Regions from separate parts of the Bombyx mori genome. Here region 1 is linked to region 2. The links are chromatin contacts, called in public Hi-C maps. All regions are on one chromosome and are shown on one strand. The core of a region is the stretch at or near the end of the contact, and the rest is flanking DNA. Distances in the headings are between cores, read along the strand shown.

Region 1 (4,947 bases), core at 738-3,237, 62 kb before region 2:
AATTAATTATAATTAACAAAGAATTAGTCTAGCCATTCAAAGGGGGAGGAACGCTGCCGGTATCTTCGGAACCTTGCCTAAAGGGACTCCTTTTAATAATATATTTTAGTTATTAAATTATTGTTCTTATTATTTATTAATATTAATATTATTTTAATATTATTAATTTAGTATTTAATTAGTTTATTTTCTTATTATTAACGTAGCACATGTAATGTAATGTAATGTAATGTTATGAAATGTATTTGCAGTAGACTTTTGGTTTATTTATATTGTTATTTTTACGAAAACTGATAATATGTAGTGATATGAATGTCGTCACTATATGATTTAATTGTTTTTTTTTTTTTGTATAATTGAGGCAAATAATTTTCGTATATATCGCACTTACGGTGCTATAACATCACTTAGGTATGTATGCAAATTATGTACTACTAATACAATCTTAACACAATTATGTAGGTCTTCTTGACTAAAGAAATAAAATTATAGTATTTAGATTACAATTTTAAACGTTGTTTGAATAAAAAGGCAAACATTTCACTAATAACTATTAAAAAAAATATTGGATTTTCTCAAACTCGGTTCAGTTTTAACAAGAATCGCTTAAGTGACATTTTAGCTCGGTATGTGACGAATTGTTTGGTCCCGTCGGATCGTACCGACGGGCGTCGTCGCGCGGTACTTCCGATCCGATCGCCATTCACCTCCTCGCACCTGTACCTAGCCTTACGCACGCTCGCCGTGAAACATTCGCACTCATCAACCGTAACTAAATACCTAACCGCTCGAAGACACGTCAAACTAGACACGAGGAAAACAGACTGAAACATCTAGCTCGCGGCTCGACAAGGTTGCCGCCATATTGGGTCGTCCTACGCCCCCCGCGCCCTCGTCCTCTACCATTGGCCCGGGCCGACCCTGGGCGGAGTCCGCGCGCTCTCAGTGTTGCCAGCTTCCTGAATAAATAATTTCAGTAATTTAAGTAATGAAGGCAATTATGGCGTTGTTTAGCTAAGTTTGCGCGGCGGCGAGTAGGAACTTTATATTTATACAGCCCTCTTTATGTACGGCGAAGCGCGGTTAATGTGCCCGATCTGTTTACGTTGCGAGTACGGGAGCTAGAGTTTATTTATTGCTGCGACTCCGCTGCACGGCATGGCGATTTAAACTGCAATTATTTTTATACTTTAACGAAAATAAGAACGGTTTAATGACTTTTACGGCGAGTTTTAGTCGGCGTCCGCAAACACACCGACATTGCGCCGTTTATTTTCCTAGTATACAGAACATACATATCCACAAATCGTTTCCCGATAAAAATACATTTAGGTACTTAAATTAGAACAGATAATGTTGCCGTTGAATTAAATAAATAACTTTAAAATATTTTAATTACGTTCTAAAAAAATTAAAAACTCTTTGATTAGTTCTATGGCCTATAGTTTCAATGTCAGCACGTGAGTTGTACTTGTTCGGCTAGCCAATGTCCACACCCGAGGGGCAGAAGTAAACAGTGACGTCACGTAGCGTCATCGAGTCGATAAAAAGCCGATTTTATTCGTACAAGTTCGACCAGCTGACTGCTTTCCTCACCCCGCGCCCCTCAACTTCGGGCAGAGAATTTTCAGTGTGGCGAGATTTCAGGGAGACAGAGAGAGGAATAATAAGTGCGTTACGTGTGCGAGTGAGACGAGTGTATGCGAGCTCGCGGCCGGTGGGCGGGCTATCGCAGGATGATGTATAGAGTGGTGGAGTTAGGTTCAAATTGCTCCGGGAAGTGGCCGAGATTAGAGCCAGCGCGGGCCGCACCGCGCCGCGTACGTAAGCCCACTTAAGACTGTTTTTAATACTAGTATTTTTTACGCGATCCCGACAGGATTTAGCGGATAAGCGACGTCGCCGCGATCGTGCGCTTTGATTTATCGGTATCGGATACGTATTCGCTTCTGTTACTTGTGTTTACGTTAGTGGGTGACGGCCGGGCGCCGCTGGACGCGCGTAATCCCGTGGCTTGTACCAGATTATGACGGATATCATCGGATTTCGTGTACGAACGCTGTGAAAGTCAACTTCTCCGAGGAATCATCGTGCAAGAGCGCCGTCTAATCCAGGCTTTATCTGAATAAACAGTAAGTATGTTGACATTTGTATATCCACTCGAATGCACAGCTGAGCTTAGATATCTTATTGTACAATATGTTGACAGTACCACTAACAGAACTACTCGACTTACGACAACTCCTTAAGCTCAGTACACATGATTGTGCTGTACACTATGTAATTCATGTTCATTCAATAAAACTGATTGTTGTTCGTCATATGAACTAAGTAGGTATTATATAATTCAAAATATTCTTTAGTCGATTCAATTTGATAAGCACACAAAAAAATCTTAATCTCTTCACATGATAACTCCTATATATGAGTGTATAATAATTCAAGTTTATGTCCAGAACACACGGAGCCTCTTCAAAAAATATCTAAACATTTTTAATACCACCTCATATTGGATCTTTCTTGAAGAAAGAATTAAAAAATAACATTAGGTACGTGCACCGTAATTTATTTGCCGACGTTTAAAACAAAGTGAAATTTATTTGTTATAAGATTTACTTGCGGAGATTTTTATTCGCTTGCGAAGTATTTATTGTTCTTATTTCAATTAATAGGCCGTAAAACTAATGACTGTTGTTTAATAATTCATTCAAGGACTTAAAATAAATTATGTATGTGCACGTGTACACAAATGATTTCTATAATGAAAAAATAACGCCGTGTAATAGTAACCACGGATTTTTTTAATTCAATAATTTAATGTTCACTAAATTTTATGGTATGGCGCAGAAGATTTGCGCTCTGCTTTAGGAAATCCGTTATGCAATACTTGATACTTTTTGTTTACTATAAAATTGATACTTAGACGGCATATCTCAAGGTGGGTGGCATTGACATTGTCATGTCTATGAGCTCCGATAGTCGTGTAGCACCATGACGCTGTTATTTACCCCTCTATGAAAAAACAACAGTTATTTCAATTTTAAACACAGAAAAGTTGTTTGAGCGTATAAAATTGAAGTCATTCTAAGAACTAAGTTCTAAGACTATATTAGTAATAATTGTTTGATCGAAGTATAAATAAAATTTTAATAGTATAATTGAGCCCAGAAGTTGTAAAATTTGATTTATAAGATTGAATAAACTAGGTTTGGTCGAAATTCAATCATAATTATTAGTAGGTACGTAACATTTCATATATTATGTGTGTTCTCATTTTTTTGTTTTATACATTTTTAAGAACATTAAATTTGCACATTCCGAAATAAATATTGACGGCAAGTTCCGCAATAGTGAAAAAAATCGTATGACCAAAACAGTAGAAAAAATTACCCAAATTTGTTCTTCACATTTAAAAAAATGGCTCTATTTAAAAAAGAAATAGAGGATACAATCAAAGCTTGTCAATTACTTAATAAAAAAAACTAAAAGGATTGATAGAGAAAACGGTAATTAACTGTTTTGTCTTTGCTTATTTATATACAGATTTTGGTGTCACACGGTCATCAGATTCCTATCATATTTTATTTTCAAGTCAATACCTACTGTGTTTAAATAAACTTATTTAATAGTAGGTATTTATGTGAGATCTTCTGGCCTTTAATAAATTACATTAAATTAATTATTAATCTAATTCATTAATTATCTCGCAAGTTGTCGCCAATCTCCCTTTGTCGTCAACGAGCTTGTGTTTTCAGCTATTTTCCTACGCTGCTACCTTTAGAATAAAAGAAAGTCATTGTACCTTAAATATTACCGAACAAGAAATCAATAAATTTTTGATTCTGGTACCTTCCTACCTAGACTGAAGGAAGCGGGAGCCGATAAATTTTGGTAGATGAAAAAATCATTCATTTAACGTATGCATTATAAAATTACTGGTGGTAGAACCTGTTGTGAGTCCGCATGAGTAGGTACCACTGCCCTGCTTGTTTCTGCAGTGAAGCAGTAATGTGTTTGGTTTGAAGGGTGGGGCAGCCGTTGTAACTATACTGAGACCTTAGAACTCATATCTCAAGGTGGGTGGTGGCATTTACGTTGTAGATGTCTATGGGCTCCTGTAACCACTTAAAACCCGGTGGGCTGTGAGCTCGTCTACCAATGTATGCAATAAAAAAAAGCGTTCAAAAGAACTCCGAAAATTTACAAATTATCAAATGGGTCATAATAGGTAGCTACATTGTTTTATCAACCGATAAAATTAAGGTTGAAAGTTTTTATCAGTTCCTAACCAAAAAATAAACGAAAAAAATATATAATCGTGTTCTCATGTAGGTATAGCTAAGCACTCTTATGATGATCGTTCGTGTTTAATTGAAAAGTTAATTTTTATAAAATAGCTTTTGTAGATGCATACAGATCACCCGTTGGTGAGTGGTCAGTATAAGTTAAGGACATGAACATCTGCTGCTTAAGACTGACGAGTCTTTTTGAACAAGCTAAGTGAAAAAAGCCGTCGGAGTTACCTTGTAGTGATTTCTAAATCAAAGCGACAAAAGTTTTTTTTTTCTTCTAAAAATTGTGATGAAATACGTCCGTCCACAATTACGGTATAAATTGAAATATGACGAAAATTTTATAAAAACGTTAGCAATAACAAATGTAAGTTAATTATATTATGAAAAAGTATGTCCAAAAAGGACGCTTTTTTCGAAATTACCAACCAACCCAAAAAGTTTGTCGTAACAAAATATAGAGAAGAAGAAAGTACTTTTTCACTAAGAAATTTTCATTTTTAAATTACTTGCTAATAAGTTTCATTAAATAAACTTCAAACTACTACTTTTCCCTTTTTATGAAGTCATTCTGAATTATGTAGATTGTGGTTTTTAGCATTATACAATTTCATACTACACCTCGAATAATATATTTCTTAAACTATTTTAATAG
Region 2 (4,802 bases), core at 786-3,285:
CTGCCCCACCCCTCAAACCGAAACGCATTACTGCTTTACGGCAGAAATAGGCGCGATGGTGGTACCTACCCGCGTGGACTCACAAGAGGTCCTACCACCAGTAGAATTGATTCCTTTAAACAAATTGCGCTACAATTTAAGTGAAACTTATTTAGAAAGATATTTAGAATTCAGTAACATTTATTTATGTACTTTAATATTATTGATTATATTATATGATACTATTTGATACTGCTATTGCAACTACTAAATCTAGCGTACTTTGTAAGAGTTTTCACTTCAAATACAAGTGCTAGTATTTTGTTGTATTACTTTAGATAGATAGAGAGCTCACTGTCCCCCTAGTGTGAAGTGGGTGGTCCTCAGCCCACCTTGAGATATTAGATTGAAGTATCAACTGTATTGTATTACGGTAAGCCCCACAATACTAAATAATTCTTGAGATTTGAAGATAAAGTAAAGAACCAGTAAACGCTGTTCAAATTGAATTTGTATCGAAACAAACATTCGCCAACCCTGTTTCAGACACGTGTCAATTCCGAGTTTATATTCTCTATCCGTTTATATGAGCTCATGTTTATTTGACTTTGGAATAGTGCGAGTCTATACTATGTAAGATAACACTCTTAAATCCCTACTACGTAAAGATTGAAATCCTTTGGCTTGCTCGCCGCGTCGTTAGGTCGGGTCTTGTTTGATTGATGACACTAATAAAACTGTGATTCCAGTTTAATTTAAATTTAAGGCAATTTAGCGACCCTGTGATCCTGCTGACCGTAAAATAACTTCATTAACACTAGGGCGGACTATAATTCATCACCTCGAACTATTTGATTCGGGAAAACCATTTTCACCATGGAAACGGTAGTTATTAACGATAACTATAAATCTCGATTAGCAACATTATATGCCATTTTCACTAATTATTAGTAAATTTATAACTAATATTCATTATTATCACTTAAAAACGTTTATAGAAGAATAATAAGAAAAATAAAGGATGAATACCCAAATTGTGGGTATTCGTTGTATGGTAACATTTAATGCGACTCTAAGGTTCAACATTCAAGATACTTTTTAAGTTTAATAAATTTAAATTATTCACAATCCAAATTTTGTCTTTCAACGAAAGTACACAAATGGTAGGTTTTGTCAATTAGCGAAATGATGAACAATTTAAAAAAAATCGTTATGTTTCGGAAATGTATAAAAAATGTCAGAGCTCCTTTTATAGTGACATAGGGAGCGGTACGGTCACCATTCTGCAATAATATATTTAAAGGATTAGCCCCGCGTCGTAATATTCGCGACCCTTCTCGCTCACACCCGCCGCAGCTCGTTCCTGTTGCCTGTCCACCGCTATTCAAATAATGGAAATTACATTCCCATATGTGCATCTAAGCAAATATAATTTTGTTGTAATCATAACTCTATTTTCGAAATTATGTACCTTTTAACTTATGTTCAATGTTAATTGTGTTTTGCTTCCTCTCTCTCTGCTTTGTCAGTACTTCTCTGTAGTTATTTTCATTGATTATGGAGCAGTTTTTCAGGAAGTTGTAGGCGTGCTCTTCATTCGAAATTAATGTTATCATGATGACATGCAAAGCAGTATTCGATATGTCAATGAAAAGCTTACTACTTTTTAAAACATAAAAGTCATGAAACTGTCCATTGCGCGCTGGATATTCAAAGACTAATAACCTGTGGTTTACCGGTGTCGACCAATACAAAAACACGCGAACACATCAAATTTATGTTTCGAAAAATAAACGATCGTATATGGGGTGGAAACGACCGTTTATGTTCACTTAACCGAGGAAAGAGGGTATTATTTACCGTTTCGGCTGGGTGAACCCGCCACCGTGAGTGAGACAAATACCGCTGGCGGCGCAATATTTATTGCAGTCGCTACGTGAATTGCGCAATTTATCGCGGAGGTGTCGTCGGCGCAATCGATCGCCCGGTGACGGACGCACGCCATACATCAGCGCGCGCGTTATCTGCGTTCACGGCGACTTATCACCGCTCGCACGACTCCTCCTCCGACCACCTCGTCTAAATAACAACATCGATTCAACGGAGGCTAGTAGGAGGCGATGTTGTAGCGGCTGCTCGTTTATTGCGGCTCGATCAAGTAGCGGCGAGCCGTCCCGCCCAATCGCGAAGCTCGTTTATCTTCATTTCGCGGCCGCAATTAGACGGGTCGTTGGCTGCCGCAGGCGGGGGAGCCTCCGGTCTCCGCAACTCTGCTGACGCTACGTGGCTCGAATACGCGCCGATGCCCGCATTCGCGTCCCACTGTCAACTTTGTAATGAGTAAAGTTAATAACTACGAAACGCAGGTCGCATTCTCATTTTATCTCGTTAAAACTTTTAGATTGTGATCGGTGATCGGTCGCTTTCTATCGGTCAAACTATTTAATTTAAAAAAAACCCTACCAGTAAATAGACTCAAATCCGGTAGTAGTTTTACCGAGATCTAGTTTCTATTTCAGTATTATTATATTTTTGTTTTTGTTACAGGTATGGTTTAAAAACCGGAGAGCCAAGTGGCGAAAACGAGAAAGGAATGCAATGAATGCGGCAGCCGCGGCTGCTGCCGATTTCAAAAACGGCTTCAGCACTCAATTTAACGGCTTAATGCAGCCGTTCCCGGACACCGATGCGCTTTACTCGTCGTATCCCTATAATAACTGGGCTGCGAAAGTACCTAGTCCACTAGGAACGAAAAGTTTTCCGTGGCCTGTCAATCCCCTCGGATCAGTGGTACCGGCAAGTCATCATCAGGGTTCGGTAAACTGTTTCAACACGGCGACTTCAATGGGAGGAGTCGGAGGCGGCGGGATGGGAGGCGTCGGGGGATCAGCCGGTGTAGGAGGTGGTGTTGCTCCGTGCCCTTACACTGCACCTCCCAATCCTTACAGCATGTACAGGACAGAGCCGTGTCCGGCAATGTCGTCATCGATAGCGTCGCTAAGGTTGAAGGCGAAGCAGCACTCATCAGGGTTCGGCGGGAGCTACGGGTCAGTGTCGCCGGTGTCGAGGGCCGGGTCCGCGCCGCTGTCAGCGTGCCAGTACGCGGGCGGAGTGGGAGTGTCGGACCGCGTGCTCTGAGAGGAAGCGCGCGGCCGCGAGGAGACTCGCTCGCCGCCACCCTTGCTGGCGACCGCGCGAGCCTCCTAGTCGCCGCCCGACCTCACTTACACTACTCCGTCTTACAGACATTTGTGGGAATGGTTTGACTAAGCATACGCTTGTCTACACGATCGTGTACACGGACACTAGTTCAATCATAAAATAGTGACAGTTTACGGTACTAAAAGATTAGTGTCAGCTCGTCAATACGACCTGTGAGAGCTATATTTAAAAAAGTGTAAGTCGTGGGGTAAATTATGTGAATAATTCGCATATAGCATAATATTTGTTAAGAAATGTCTGGCAATAAAAACTGAACGATTCGTTTCTAAGTGAAATGTAAATATGTAGGTATGTATGTACGTATACCAAAGCGAAGTGTGCAATTTTTACAAGCTTAACATGTACTTAGACTATTTAGATTAAGTTTAGTTATTTAGTTCAATATTTACTGTTACAAAAATACGTATCTAATTATAAATAACTTATTTGTGGTATCAATAACAAATGATTTGTCGTTTTGTAAATATGTTTTTATCTAAATTTTTTGTTGTACTTTTCTAAACACAATCAGATATGAACTGCCGTAAATTTGTTTAAAACTGTTTTGCTCCAAACAATGAACATACACACTGAGGTTTTAAAGTTAATAATAAGGAGAACTTTCCGCATTCGCAGGATTTACACAAAATATATTAACTATCGCTGTAGTCGTTCACTGAAACTTGTAGAATTTTGAATTGGTTTTTTATACAACAAGAATGAAACTCATATTATTTTTTATATCACATCCAATTAAAATGTTAAATAAAATGTATTATTTTGTGAGTTTCTGAATCAATACGAAATCAATTTGAACGAACCATACATCTGTATAACAGTTACACAAAAGTCAATATTTATCAAGCTATTCAAAAGTTATACTTGTATTAGGACAATATGATTGATTTCAAATATTACATGTTAATCACTTATGATCTGCCTGCATGAACTATGTCCAATTGTAATATGATATTGACCATCTCGATGCAATGTGTGGCTGGAATAGCCCTTAGGATATCAGCGAATAAGTTGGGAAAAAATATAAAGCATTTTATAGAAAAAGTCTGAGTCTTATGATGGATATTTATTTGAAAACCGAAATAAATTCAACGAATGGCTGTATTACTGTAAATTATTTTGTCGCCTTTTTTTTTTTAAATAAATGTTATTTATGGTAAATATGTAAATAAAAATGAATGGAAGTCTTAAAACCTGATGACCTCGGCTTTAGAGAGACCGCCTAAACGAGATTAATGCAACCAGGATCTCAGTTATTTATTAAAAAATGTTCACATTTACTTAACAATGAACATACAGAGAACTAACTGTAAATAAATGTAATTTAATTGTAGCTATAACATTCGCTATAGTATTCGAGACTTTTAGATAATTTAGACTACCCACATCCGTGTGCCTAATTATCAATGAAGGAATCACAGAAATGTTAATGTAAATAATATTAAAATATCATTTTGAACGTGAATTAGTTCCGAGGTTTTGATTTTAAACATATCAGGGAGGTATCCGTAAATAAATTATTATGTAGAAATTTTTTGGTGAATTAATTAAAAAAATAAGCGAATCCGATCGTTCTGTAACTTAAAAAACCTCTAGTCATAATA

What was found. A called contact is a pair of places that touch in the nucleus more often than the background predicts.
Region 1: a contact with region 2 is called in a Hi-C map of whole pupa, with 2.4 times the contacts expected there. The contact joins the promoter of Ptx1 here to the enhancer-like site in region 2. A contact is called at or near these places in 2 of 7 Hi-C or Micro-C datasets (both in whole pupa).

The regions. Positions count from the first base shown.
Region 1 is chr12:4,948,882-4,953,828 of ASM3026992v2, reverse strand. Ptx1 (pituitary homeobox1) reads left to right here and starts at 1,987. Exons shown (of 5, transcript NM_001098368.1): 1 at 1,987-2,132.
Region 2 is chr12:4,887,349-4,892,150 of ASM3026992v2, reverse strand. It overlaps Ptx1 (pituitary homeobox1), which reads left to right. Exons shown (of 5, transcript NM_001098368.1): 5 at 2,527-3,256. The coding sequence ends at 3,117. Among protein-coding and RNA genes, the nearest start is that of Sap-r, 30 kb to the right of the region's middle. Within about 2 kb of position 2,035, at least 5 of the 8 cell types and tissues checked have open chromatin away from gene starts, as enhancers often do.